Regions from separate parts of the Mus musculus genome. Here region 2 is linked to region 1. Evidence: chromatin contacts called from public HiChIP or PLAC-seq data. All regions are on one chromosome and are shown on one strand. The core of a region is the stretch at or near the end of the contact, and the rest is flanking DNA. Distances in the headings are between cores, read along the strand shown.

Evidence for each region. HiChIP or PLAC-seq counts read pairs in DNA pulled down with a chosen protein or histone mark.
Region 2: an H3K27ac HiChIP or PLAC-seq map of embryonic stem cells shows a contact between it and region 1, with 2.7 times the contacts expected there. The contact joins the promoter of Foxi2 here to the promoter of Insyn2a in region 1. A contact is called at or near these places in 13 of 39 promoter capture datasets (the 3T3-L1 cell line, 3T3-L1-derived adipocytes, HPC-7-derived erythroid cells and 7 more), 1 of 484 Hi-C or Micro-C datasets (cortical neurons), 5 of 115 datasets of contacts at active chromatin or transcription factors (craniofacial prominence, embryonic forebrain, embryonic stem cells and 1 more) and 1 of 9 other capture datasets (embryonic stem cells).

The regions. Positions count from the first base shown.
Region 1 is chr7:134,936,526-134,943,779 of GRCm38.p6, reverse strand. Insyn2a (inhibitory synaptic factor 2A) reads left to right here and starts at 5,350. Exons shown (of 4, transcript NM_001143802.1): 1 at 5,350-6,068. All of the region lies in intron 27 of Dock1 (dedicator of cytokinesis 1), which reads right to left.
Region 2 is chr7:135,407,043-135,413,877 of GRCm38.p6, reverse strand. It overlaps Foxi2 (forkhead box I2), which reads right to left and starts at 3,511. Exons shown (of 2, transcript NM_183193.3): 1 at 2,938-3,511; 2 at 256-2,279. The coding sequence starts at 3,439. The coding sequence ends at 1,846.

The sequences.
Region 1 (7,254 bases), core at 4,101-6,600:
GGACAGCGTTACACAGAGTGGACTGGAAGACATGCCCTGAAATTTGAGAGCAATTTTTATCCCTTTTTGACCCAGTTCTGGTTAAAGGTGTCATCTTTGGCCTGGGCAGATGAGCTGCTTTACAGAAGCTGAGCTGCAGCAGGCTCAGAGAGATGGCAGCAAACACTGAGAATGGCTCTGGAGCCAGCTACCTCTGTAGCAAAAGGCTTACTCCTTGGATTAGACACGGATGGTGAGAAACCCAGGCTGAAAAGAGTGAAGCTAGCCAAATGGCTACTGCAGGCTTGCTTCCTCAGTGAGTCCTGGGGTGTGAGGGGAAGGGTGGCCAACCTAGAAAAGGAAAGCTGGGGTTGTTTTGTTTTGAGGCAAAGTCTCACTCTGTAGCCCCGCATGCCTTGAACTCCTGCCTCAGCGCCCCCCCCCCCCCATAGCCAGGATTACAGTCATGAACCACTGTGCCCAGCTGCCTGAGGGTTTGATGAGAGCCCGGCACGTGTATGTCTGGGAGAGTGCCAGGAGGACATGCCCACTCCATCCTTCCTCACCAAGCACAGCTGCTGCAGTTGTTAAAGGGAGGCTAGAACCACCAGCATCCTCTTTAAAAGGGAAAACATCTCATTTCCTTAAGTTCTATTTGCAGTGATTGGTTTAGGAAACCTGGGATTTTCACCGGTCTTCTAGATGCTCAGCCTCTCCCAAACTAATTAGATTAGCGGCTGATAAACCATCTCTGGTCTCTCATATTGGAATGGAAAAAACTAGGGAGAGTAGCATCAGAGGGTGAACAAGTGGCTCGCCTCCAAGAGGGTAAGACCCAGGGTCCAGAGCAGTAGGCAATTGTGGGTAGGGAGCATGACAGAGATGGAGATGCAAGGAGATACAGGTCCAGGAGGCAGAAGGTAGGTGACAAATGGAATGTCTGAAGAGGGTGCCTCACGGGTCTCCTGGGCTAAGGGGAGGACTGGTGGCCATGCATTTTGAGCATTGTGTCGGTCTTGTTCTTGAAGAGAAAGCAGAGCTTTGCATCTGCACTGCTCCCACCCAACAGGGGCTCATCAATGCAAGCTCCCTCTCCTGCACTATGGGTCGACCATGGCTGCAGCTGCGGCCTCTGAGCTGGAGGAGGGAAACCACTCACCATAGACAGTCCCACCTTGAGTCACTTGAGAGCATTAAAGTAGGAGGTGGGAAATCATCCCCAAGTGCGCTGTGTCACAGGGGCATCTGAGAGTCAGGAGGGCCAGGTTTCTGCAGCAGCTTCCTTGAGAACGTTCTCACCCATGGCTACATGAGCAGAGAGGCTGCGGAGCCCTTCTTTGCTCTTTCCCTTGGGTTTGGGCTTCAGCGATGAAAGCTCATATCACTGTCAATAAGCCCCTTCATTTACAGAGACGTATTATAAGGCATGGTGAGGACGCAGTGACAATATAGACAGACAAAATGCAAGGAGGTGACAGGACACCTAGTTCTAATGGATGTACAAGGACATCCGCAGGCTCTGTGTAATTAACATCCAACAGTAGCCACCAGCGTCATACCAAACACCACAAACATCCCCGTGAATGAATCCAGTGATACATGCTCTCTTTGTATGTATGTATGTATGTGAAGTGTATGACTGCATATATGTCTTGTACATTGAATGTATGCAGTGCCCTCGGAGGCCAGAAGAGGGCGTCAGCTTCTCTGGGATTGGAGTTACAGACAATGTGAGACTTGAGAGAGCTGGGAATCAAAGCCTGGTCCTTTGTTAAGAGCAGTCAGTGCTCTTAACCACTGAGCATCTCTCCAGCAAATTGGTGACATACACTCTCGTTCTGCATGATGTTCCCAAAAGTCTTCTGGCCTCAGAAGGTAATAATTTGTTGGTGGTTGTTTCTAGATAATCCTCCACACTTTGATAAGACCAAGAAATTCTTACCTATTTGCTTCTTAGGATACTTAGGTTACTTTCAGTTTGGAATTAAAACTGCTCAGAACATTCTGGAACACAGACACACACACACTGCAGTTTATCATACTACTGGTTTTGTTTTGGTTTTGAGACAGGGTCTTTGGTAGTCCAGGTTTGCTTCCAACTTGCTATATAGCCAAGGATGACCTTGAATTTATCATCCTTCTGTATTGACCACTCAAGGACTGAGTTTGCATGCATACACCACAAGGTCTGCCTTCTGCAGGCTGAGGAGGGAACCCAGGTCTGTGCGTTGCTAGCCTAGTACCCTAATGACCCAGCGACATCTGACCAATTCACTGGTTTAGAATTTCAGGACTTCCAGGAAGTCAAAGGAGCAGACTCTGTGTGGGTTAGGCAGCAGGAATTGCTGTGTAGTTTTATTCTCTGGCTGCCTCTGCCTGTGGGAAATCTCTTTTTAAAATGGCTATTTTCTCCTTTGCAAGACTACCTTTTGTGGCAAAATTCTGAAGCAAAACCTAAGAAACCAATTTATACCTAATTGATTCCTAAAATGAGTCTACTTTCTTTTTTTCTGGGGAAGCTGAACATAAGGACTCATTATAAACCCTTAATATATACATCTGTTCTGTCCACACAGAAACTATGATGCAAAGAGCATCTGTGGGCAGCAAGAAGGCCACAACTCCTCCCCCCACACAGCCCCGAACACAAGGCTTGCTTGACGGTTCTGAGCACGCTGATGCTCATGGAACAGTCCTCCCTAGTCAAATGACACACACTCTCAGCAATATCTCAATTTGTGATGGCAGACTTAGTGATGCAGTAGGTAAATGCAGTCATACATTTTACAATAGCAGGAGGTACACCAATGGCTCGCTTATTACTGCAACAGAATTCATGAGACTTCTTTAAGCAACTTAAAGAGGAAGGATTGTTGGGGTGTGGCCTAGAGGTATTAGTTCATCAAGGTAGGGAAGGTAGGAGCGACATGACAGTAGATGTACTCAGCTGGGACTTCTCGAACCTCTGGTAGGGAATGGGATGTGGGATCCAACTAGAACCCTCAAGGACTAACCTGATACCCTGACCCCTGCAACCTACTTCCTCCAGATAAGCTCCACTTTCCAAAGCTCCCACAACTTCTTCAAGCATCATCATCAGATGGGGCCCAAGTGAGCCTGTACAGAGGCATCTTAAATCCAAAGCAGGATAACAATAGACCTAGCAACAGCTGAAGTTACTGGGCAGCTGGAGAACTCAGAGCAACCACGGCTCAGCTAGAACATCTTCCAACCTGCCGGCCATAGCATGCCATCATTGCCTCCTCTAGGTAGCCATTGCGGGGATCATCACTGACACTGTCTCTAGAGACACCTAACCAGCTCACAGCGCCGCTTGTGGCTGAGCTCTGGCCTCCTCTGCACACTTTTCTGTCTATCTGATTTTACTCATGGATCCCAAAGCCAAACCTTCTATTCTCAATGGTGCCACTCCCACATTGCCTGGCAGATGTGCAGTGACATACTTAAGAAATAGGAAAAGGGGTTTCTAATCTTATGGATTTACAATAAGGTAAGATTTACAGAAAGTTTTCTGGACAGAATTCCCAAAGATGTAAGAGCACACCTGGGGAAGGGGGCAGCGGGAGGCATGTCAGGCAGGAAGTCTTGCCATCTGCTGTTACACAGTCCCATCCTACACAGCCCTCTGGCTTCTAGCTGGGTAGCAGAGTCTATTCACCCTTGCAGACTGTCCTAGTCAGAGTTACTGTTGCTGTGACGAAGTGCCATGAGCAAAGGCAACTTGAAGAGTAAAGGGTTTAATTCAATCATAGTTCCAAATCACTCTTCATCATTCAAAGCAGTGAGGGCAGGAACCTAAGCAGGGCAGGAGCCTGGAGGCAGGAGCTAATACAGAGACCATGCAGGGTCCTCCTTACTGGCTTGCTCCTCATGGCTTACTCAACCTACTTTCTTACAGAACCCAGGACCGCCAGCCCAGGGATGGCAGCACCCACGATGGGCTGGGCCCTCCCCCATCAATTGCTAATTAAGAAAATGCCTTTCAGCTGGGTCTTATGGGTGCATTTTCTCAATTGAGGTTCCTTCCTCTCAGATAACTCCAATTTGAATCAAGTTGACATAAAAGCAGCCGGCACACAGGCCCTTTCCCCAGCCAGATCCCAGCCGCCTCCAGGCCTAAAGACATAAATGGGCTGGCAATCAGAATTGGGAGAATCTGGGTCCTAAGGGGCATTTTAAAGAGTGGGAGGGACAGAGTCTGGGTTCCTCAGGCTTGGTGCTCTCTCCATGCAAAGGGAAGATATTTTAGAATGACCTCCTCCTGAAACGTGTGGACACATCATCCTACATAGACAATGCAGTATCTTACAGAAAGCCCTTTGAAAGAGCTGAAAGTATATATAAAACAGAGAGCTGGGCTCTATCAGCCCACTGTATGAGGATAGAGCAATGGAGTGGCCTGGAATACTAAGATGGGATACAGGGATAAAAGGATACATAGAAACAAACCAGAGCCTGTCTTCTGTCTGAAAGGTGTGCTTGTAGGGGTGGGTGATTAAGAGCATTTCCCATCTGAATCCCAGTTCATTGGCCAAAGCTTACCACCATGTTATCGGTGGGGGCTACTTTCCAGTATGTCTCAGGTAGGGCTGGGAGACCTGTATGCAAGAATACTTAGTCCCAGTGTCTGCTCCTCAGCCCTGCTAGGCATCGGGGAAGACCCTGAACCTGCATCAGAGAGCTCACAAGACTCTGGTGGAGTTTGGGGTATATGCTGGGAATTGTCCTCTGTTCATGCTAAAGAAATCTCTTTTCCGAGTTTATTTAACTCTGATCAAAACAAACACAATCTCCCACTGCCTCTCTAGGGGGGTGAGGGGCAGAGGGACTAGGAGGTCCAGATGAGGAACAGTGGAGATGCCTGCTCTGACATGTCCACAAATTATCAGGATGCAACAGAGCTGATAGGCAGGCAGACACTCTCTACTTTGTCCCTAGGCCAATAAACAGGTCTGCGTTTCAAATCCTTATTTGAGGGACAGACTCCTGGTTGGTTACAAACGTAAAAAAATGCAAGAGAAACCTTCATCCCTAGTCTCTCCAAAGACACATCTGCAGGTGAGGGGGCGGGCGCCTTGCCCAGATGTCCACTCCCATCTAGGGTATTAACTACCCAGCAGGGGTAGGCTGGTTGACACCACAGAAAGCCATCAAGCAGGGTTTCCTATAGACAGCCCCACTCCTGAAGAAGAAATCAATAGGGTCCCCGTGCCTGCCTGAGGTGGCTCCTAGGTAGACTCAACAAGTTCCAGGGGCCCCGCAGCGCCGCCTGCAGCTCAGAAACCCTAGGAATGTGGCTGAGGAGCTCCGCGCACAGGCAGCAGCCAGCGGCTGCTTCCAGCACCTCCTCCTTCTCCTCCTCCTCCTCTTGCCCGCGATCCGTCTCTGGCTGGAGGGGCTCCTTCACGCGCCCGGCCCCCGCCCCACGCACGCGGCCTGGCCCGCCCCCGCCCCACCCCCGCCCCACGGGCCCCGGGGCTCCGCCCGCCTCGGTGGCAGGCGAGCGCACAGGCGACTGGCGCGCAGCTCCCGGTGCCCTCTCTTCAGTCCTCTGGCCGCTCGGCTGCATAGAGTAGCCGGGACCTGGTGCCTCGGCCAGGACTCCCCTCCCGCTCCCTCCCCGTCTCCGCCCCCTCCTCCCGGCCCCGGCTCCCGGATCTCGCCGAAGACAATTGCAGTAAATGAGGACATCTGAGGAGCACGGAGCCGGGTGGCTGTGGCTGGCTCCGCCGCGCCGCGATCGGGCGAGCGCGCGGGCGTCCCCGGAGCCGGCCGAACCACTGCCTCCCCGTGCGCGTCGCTGAGCAGGAGCCGAAGGGACTCGAGCTGCGGCGCGGGGGCCGGCCGGGCCGGGCGGGCCGGGCCCGTGGCAGTGGAGGGGGCGGGCGGCGGGCACGCAGCTGGCCAAGTCTCCGGAGCCGAGCCTCCTTCAGCGCGAGCCCGGAGATCCTTGCCGTGGATGCTCTGCCCCGAGTGCTCCGTGCCGCGCCAGGCTTGCCAGGGTCCGCGGCAAGACATGCCCGAGCCAGGCGCTGCACCGACCTCCACTTATCAGTAAGCAGCCAAAGGTAAGCAGAGCCCAGCATGCCCTCCTCCTGCACCCCAAGCCCTCTGTACTTGACCGCTGGCAGATGGGCGCAGACCCTGGCTCTTGCGCACGCAATAGCCCCTAAACTGGCTTCGCCTAGGTCCGGGACGGCGGGTGTAGCCCAGTGTAGACCCGGTGGCGGGCAGCGGCGAAGGTGGGGGGCGAGGTTACGCAACTGCATCTGGCAGGACCTAGTCGCCCAGGGGCATCTGGCAACTTTGGCTACAGTCTTGGAGGAGCGGGAATATGATGTCTATTCTAGACAAACGCCACAGCCTTGTGAGCACAGGACATCCTTGGCCAGGCAGAACTGGGCGGGAGGGGGTTGGGGGCTCTGGGGACGACCATCTCCCTGGAACGTTCGAGGTTTTGAAAGTATTATCCAAACTAAAGCGAACTGCCAAGTACAGTACAGCTGATTAACTTCAGGGAGATGGGGGGAATAAGTCTGAGCAGAGGGGCCCTGCCGCCTGCTGTTGAGCAAAGACCGAAGCAGGAGAGAAGGCAAAAAATGCCCACGTGAAATGTTGGTCTCTTCTCTTGGTTACGGGTATAGGCACCTTCTCTGAGCTGGGGTCTGCACCCCGCTGAGCTTCCGAGTGCACATGCCTGACCTGCACAATCGTGGGAAACCAACCGATGCTGCGGATCCTAGGGAGCTAGTGAGGGCAGGAAAGAGGAACGAACAGGGGCCAGCCCCAAGCAGGGGCAGAGACTAGAGCCCAAAGTCAAGAACAAGACTCGGCATCTTGCTTGTTCATGCTCAGGGTTCCAGGCTGGCGTCTCTGCTGCTTGAAAAAGAAAAGGAGCCTCTCCCTGTGACCTCAACATTCTACTACCCTGAAAATATGCCACAAGGAGATGGAGCCAGTGATAAAGGGATGCCAGAGTGGGGGAGGAGAGGCACCCCTGGAGTAAATAAGGAAGAAAAATGGGTGCCTTCTACTCTCTGCAGATCAGGGCTCAGGTCCCTTCCCCTCTCTTGGTGCATGCAGGCCTGGGGCTGGGGGACTGGCTGCCCTGTTGGACTCATGAGCTAGAGGCAGCAGGAGAAGCAGTTTAATTTGACCTTGTCTGCTTGGGTGCTGAAATTCTGCCGAAGCATCCCGAGGTGAAACTGGCAAGAGTGGGAAGGAACTTTGGGCAAGCCCTGCCTTGGCTAAGAA
Region 2 (6,835 bases), core at 2,262-4,761, 470 kb before region 1:
CTCAGGACCTCTGGAAGAGCAGTCAGTGTGCTCTTAACCGCTGAGCCATCTCACCAGCCCTGTCACTGACTCTTAAGTGCTAGAATTACATTTATTTGTAACCACGCCCTTTTGGAATATTTTTAATTATGGTTTTCTCATAGAGAGCTCATCTATTTGATATATCATTACTTATTAGTGCTATGTAGCTTTGAATGGCCAAATCATCTTTAAGTACCCAAAACTGACTTTTAGGCAAACAAAACATCAAAAAAATATTTTCCTTTTCTTAATTTTAATAGAAAATCCAGCATCAGAAGTAGAAAACAAACACAATTTCCATGATGCAGCTGCCACACAGCCAAGACACCTGGATGTATCCAACTTTGTGGAAGCCCTGACGAAAGTTACACTGTATTTCTTCTTGTTGTAGCTAGTTATTTCTTTCTTTCCAATTTTCTTGCAAAGATAGAATAAAAAGTGGGATGTTCCTTTTTAGTGTGTTATTCTATTAAAATATGCCCCCAAATCGAAAAACCTTTTTTATTTATATTTTAAATAATTTATATTTTCCTGAATTTTAAAAATCGCATTACATTTGGAAAGAGAGTATGGGTTGACTGTAAGCTTGGTTAACCACAGCACACCAGGTAGGAACAACACGCAGCAAACAGGAGGCAGGGTTGGGGAGCAGGACCCCATTCCTGCATCCTGAGCACCGCAGGTTCAGAGGACCATGGCTCTCCCAGTAGGCAGATTGGAGATAGTCCAAGGCAGACTTGCCCTGTTGGTGCAAGTGGGGCTGGGCTCACTAAAGGGCAAGACTGGTCTGGCTTAAGACTTCCCTCTCTGCTCTCTTCCAGGGAAAGTACTCCTCCCATCTGTCCTGGCATAGTATGGGTCCATGGCCAGTGTCCATGTCCCCAGAAAATGCCAGGTGACACAAAGACTTATAACAGCTGGGACCTCAAGGAGCTCCTGAAAGCACAGAGGTCCAAAAGCCAGTCACTGAATATAAACAGGCTTGGAAAGGCTGGAGAGTTAAATTCTGGAGGAAGTTCTCAGGATTCTGCCTGAGAGCAGTCACAGCAAGGGAGGAGGCAGGAGTAGAGAGAAACCAAAAACAGGTGTGGTCACCCACCTGCCTCAGGTGAGCTTTAGTGAGTGTGGGCGGTGATGGCGATGGTGGGGGTAGGGGGTGGGAGCAGCGGTCAAGTAAGGCAAACCCAAAGCTGCCCAGGGTTTCCTAAGTGCCAGCCTCTCTGTGGTCTGGGGACAGCGAGGTTCTGTAACAGGAGCACTGATGATGCCAGGAGCACAGTGACAGGGGAGGGAGCTGGTGTCCTCGGGGATCTCCCTCTGCTGAGACAGCTCTTGCCTAAGTATGAGAGTCCCCTCAATGTGCAATCTCATGAGGGTGGAAGGCAGCCACCTGTCCTCATGCTGCACCCCCATCCCATTCCCTAGCTGCCCTGAAACAGGTGGGCCAGAGATGGGGCCAATCACTGAAGGGCGCTCTGGATGCTCTTGCAGCCCAGTTTCCTCCCATCCTCTCACCAGCTGCCAGACATCTCTCTGGAGACTGGAGACCAACAGGCTTCTTTAGGAACCTATTACCCCTTTAAGAAGGCTCTCTGGGGCGCTCTGTCAGAGAGCCCAGAGCTGGATCTATAGGCAGAGAACCAGCTTAAGAAGAGGGTATATTCCCCAGGTTGATGAGAACACAGCAAGCTCAACCTGCCTCAGCCAATCCACACAGGAGCCCCGCCATTTCCTATGCAGCACCTGTGGGGCTCCCAGGAAGGACTGATTCAGGACCTTAGCTCAATGTTGGAACAGAGCACCTGGCCAGTCTCTAGCTTTCCTTCAAACTTCAGTCCCATCCCGGCTGTAGATGAGGTGCCCCATCCTAAAGCCTGTAGCCCCTGTCTGATGGCCCGGAGCGAAGCCTGGCGCGGTGTTAGGAATCTGAGGGCTGTGGGCAGCCGCGGTTGGTGGTGGCCTTCGCAAAGAAAAGTCATGGGCCAGACCATCAGGGAGGGCGCCAAAGCCGCCGGCCAGGGCTCCCATGGCCGTGGAGAAGCCCGAGAGGCAAGTAGTGGTGGCCTCAGACGGGGATGGTGAGGTCTGTGGGTCCTGGGGAGTGGAGCCACGGGGCTCCAGTGCAGTTCCCTCTGGGCTGCTGGCTCCAGGCACAGCGGCCTCGCTAGTCTCTCCTCTCCGTCTCCTCTTCCTTCGGAAGTTCCCATTGTCAAACATCTTCTCACAGTTTGGATCCAGCGTCCAATAATTGCCTTTTCCTGCAGAGGAAGGCAGTTAGTTCAGAAAGCCCCGTATTGATTCCACTGGTCCCTGCAAAGGGTCCTGGGTCCTCCTTCTCCCAGACCTTGAGGGTTCACTGTGTTGGGAATAGGCCTCCACAGTCAGACTGCAAGAATTTGGGTGCGCCAGAAAGATCCAAGCATGGGCTATTGAGGGAATATCCAAGTACATCTAGTTGGAAACTGGAGAGACTGTCCAAGAGAAGGGCTCAGCCAGTGGAACTGAGCTAACCACATCTGGCCTTTGTGTAGGGCCCAACGCTTTCCAGAGGCACATCACTCCTTATCCTGCCCAGATTTTTAAAAGGTAGGCTCCATTTCTTTCATTTTACAGGGAAGTGTATGGAGCCCAGAGACCTTAAACTCCCAAAGCCTTTCACTCAGTTGGCTAGCTCCTTAGGGAGGTCTCAAGCAGATAAGCAAAGAGCCCTGGGGCATAGGACTGGAAACTAAGACCTGAGAACACTGCAGCCATCTAGGAAACTGCCCTTGCCTAAAATGTTTCTCCTTCCCATATCACCCCACCGGAGCTCTCTCCTTTGCATCAATGGGCTCCCTCAAGGTCGCTTCTATCCCAGCTACCCCACCAGATGCGAGAGGCCAGGATACTGGACCAGGCGCATGTGCTGCTGTTTACCTGGATCGTTCTCATCTCGGGGCACCTTCTTGAAGCAATCATTGAGCGACAGGTTGTGGCGGATGGAGTTCTGCCAGCCCGCCTTGCTGCGCTTGTAGAAGGGGAAGTTGCCCGCCACATACTGGTAGATCTGGCTGAGCGTCAACCTGCGTAGCGGCGCGCTTTGGATGGCCATGGCGATCAGTGCTGAGTAGGAGTAGGGCGGCCGTACCAGCCTCAGCAGCTCCTGCTGTCCGGACAGGCTCAGCCAAGCGAGATCAGCGCCTGCCAGACCGCCTGAAGCGCCAAGAAGCGAACCCGGGACGGCGAGAGTCGCTGCAGCGTAGGATGGAGCCGGCCCTGGTCCCGTCGCGTAGGGCGCCGGGCTGAGCGCGGCCGAGTTCACCCACAGGCGCCGGCCAGAGCTCAGATCCGTTCGGCCGTAGCTCGGGGGATGCGCGATGGCCCGGGTCAGGCCGTGCGGGACTGAGCAGGAACCCAGGCTGTCGCAGAACCCAGCCATGTCCAGCTCTCCCCCGGCCTGGGCCGGTGCAGGTGGCTCCGTGCTGAAGCTCATGGGAGCTCCATTCACCCTGTCCTCACACTCCTGACCTGGGCCCTTTAAATGCCATTGGGGAGGAGGGAGCATGGGGGTATCCAAGGTGGTGAGTCTCCTCCCTTGTCACCTTGGAGGAGTGAAGTCCATGTCCCCACCCTCAGGTCAGTTTTCAGCCCCGCCCTGGGACAGCCAGACAAACAGTCTTGGAACTCTCCGAGGGTACTTAGGTCTCTCTGTTAGGTCGTGGCCTGCAGTGTTCTGAGGACAAGGACTCAGCATCTCTCAGATCCCAGCTCCTAAGGCTCTGCTCTCTGCATTGACCCCTTTGCACATTTCAGACCCCAAATTGAGAGCAATTGTCATGGGCATAAAATCCTAGTGAGGTCCTTGGGTGTAACAGACAGAGTCTCAAGAAGAAGTGTAGAAAGAGAGTTGTCGGGAGTCCTGGTGAGTTTCACTAGAAATCTCAGAAATCCTGCCCAAGGAATCTTGATTTTCAGATGCTGGAAGAGTCTGGGCCCTTGCTTGACCTGTTTGTCATGTAGCCTGGGCCACCTAGTGCAAGCAGCAGCAGGGAAGGCCATCCTGGGCATCCCCCCGAAGAACCTAAGACACGAATGTCTTCCTTGCAGTTGTGCCAGCTGCTATCCATCCCTCCATTTTGACACTGAAGATCAAAGCTGCGGGCTTTCCTTCCTGTCAGGCTCTGGGCTTCTCTCCTGCTCCATGTCCTGGTTAATCAGCACACTCAGTTTCCCAGATGCCCTTGCCTTAGGCACCGTGGGGGCTTAGCAACAAATAAGGTTACAGCTGTGGCACAGAGGGACAGTTCTGACTGGGGTGTCTCAGAACTGTTCACTGAGGCCAACTGAATGGAGAGAGAAAATTTCTGGCATAGGAGAAATAAGGGGGTAAGGGCGGGGTGGGTACCACAATGGGTTCCACCACCCCCCCAAACTATTGTCTTCAGTATAAGAGACTAAATTACTAAGTTGCACAGCAACTTTTTTTTTAATTAGGTATTTTCCTCATTTACATTTCCAATGCTATCCCAAAAGTCCCCCAATCCCCTACCCACCCACTCTCCCATTTTGGCCCTGGCGTTCCCCTGTACTGGGGAATATAAAGTTTGCAAGTCCAAAGGGCCTCTCTTTCCAGTGATGGCTGACTAGGTCATCTTTTGATATATATGCAGCTAGAGACAAGAGCTCCGGGGTACTGGTTAGTTCATATTGTTGTTCCACATATAGGGTTGCAGATCCCTTTAGCTCCTTGGCTACTTTCTCTAGCTCCTCCATTGGGAGCCCTGTGATCCATCCATTAGCTGACTGTGAGCATCCACTTCTGTGTTTGCTAGGCCCCGGCATAGTCTCACAAGAGACAGCTATATCTGGGTCCTTACAGCAAAATCTTGCTAGTGTATGCAATGGTGTCAGCGTTTGGAAGCTGATTATGGGATGGATTCCTGGATATGGCAATCACTAGATGGTCCATCCTTTCGTCACAGCTCCAAATTTTGTCTCTGTACACAGCAACTTAATATGTTGGTTAATAAAAGAAAAAGTCCAATCTGGCCTGGCTTCTGGCTGAGGAGGCGCCTGCTGTTTGGGCCAGTGGTCTGGCCTGGCTTTGGAATGGAAGAATTCTTTGCTGTAATGATACACAGACATCGGGTGACACCATCAGTTAACGAGGCAGTATGACAAGGGCAGGAGGAAGTGAGATTCCATCTAGCTCAAATTTGGCCTCTGTACTCTGTAGCCTTGGGAAGAGGTTGGTTAAGTAAAGGCAGTGGCCAGCCAGTGACAACAGCAGTCAGGAATGGACTCATGTGGGCTCTCTAGCCAGATGGTGGCCCTGCCTCCCTTCCCCAGAGGGCTGGTTGGGGGAGCAAGTACCTGATATCCCCCCCAAAACACACACACACACACACACACACACACACACACACAGAGAGGGAGAGAGAGAGAGACAGAGACAGAGACGAGACAGAGAGAGACAGAGACATACAAAGACAGATGACAGAGACAGAAAAAGATAGAGAGACAGAGAGACAGAGAGACAGAGATGACAGAGGCAGAGACAGAGAGACAGAGAGACAGAGGCAGAGACCCAGTGACGGGAAGCTCTCTGAGCTTCTCCTCCCTCTCTGGCTTCTCAAGAGGTGTTATCTGTTGTATTTCCCTAAACAGCACCCAAAGCCACCAGCCTCTCTCTCTAATGAGCCATTTCCAAGATGTGCTCAAAAATTACAAAACTGTTCTCTGTGGGCTTAAAGTAACCACTTTTCGAGGGGAGTTTCTTTCCACCAGCAAGTGTGGTGGTGTTCCTCATAGTCCTAGCAAAGGGGCACTCACCCCCCTCCTTACCTGGTCACCTTTTCTCCACCTGCTGGAATCTTGCTGTAGATGAGGAAGCATCGTTTGACAGCCCAATCGTCACAAGACAGAGTATCACAGAGGCTACTGCTCTGCCTCAGCCACATGATCCCTGAGACAGTCCACTGTGAGAGCCACAGCCAGACAGTGGGGTCATATGAATCTATTTTTAAGAATTCTGCCTTCTCTGGCTTCTCTGTTGTGACGTGTCTGTCAGGAACATGGCTGCTCTGTAAGGAGGTGATCCAAGGTGTTAAATGGAGTAGACATTTGCCTTGCACTGCGATGTGAGAGGGAAGTTTTATTTTATCCACAGTTGGCTATGATACTGGTAAAAAGCCGCAGTCATCCAGACAACATGTCACAGCATAAAGACAGGTAAATAAACCAATGGAGTGGAATAGAGAGCTGAGCTGAGCTGAGCTCGCCCGGGTATCTACAGCCAGCTGACTTTCCACAAAGAATCTAAGAGGGCCCATCAGAAAAAAGGACACGTTTCCAATAAACATTGCTGGGGAAAACTCACACCTACATGCAGAAGGAAGCTTGACTCTCATCTGTCAAAAGTTGACTTTAAAATGATTGAAGGTTAAAACGTGAGACCTGGAAAAATGAAACTATAGACAAAAAACACACCATCCTCCAGGAAAGAGCTCACCCTTCTAAAAAACAAAAAACAAAAAACAACAAACAAACAAACAAACAAAAAACCTGATCCTTAAAACATAGGAAACAAAAGCAAAGAAAGGCCAATAGGATTGTGTTTAACTGAAAAGCTTTGGCACAGGGATGTCATGAGCTGCTGAACAGAAGACAGCATTTGAGAGCTGTGCATCTGAAGGGGGGGGGGGGTGATAAACATTCAGAATAGGCAAGGAACTCCAAACTCAACAGCAAGTAATAATAATCCGGTCCAAAACAGATAATAAACTCAAATGCCTAAATTCTTCCTTCAAAAGATAGCACACAAACAGACAACAGG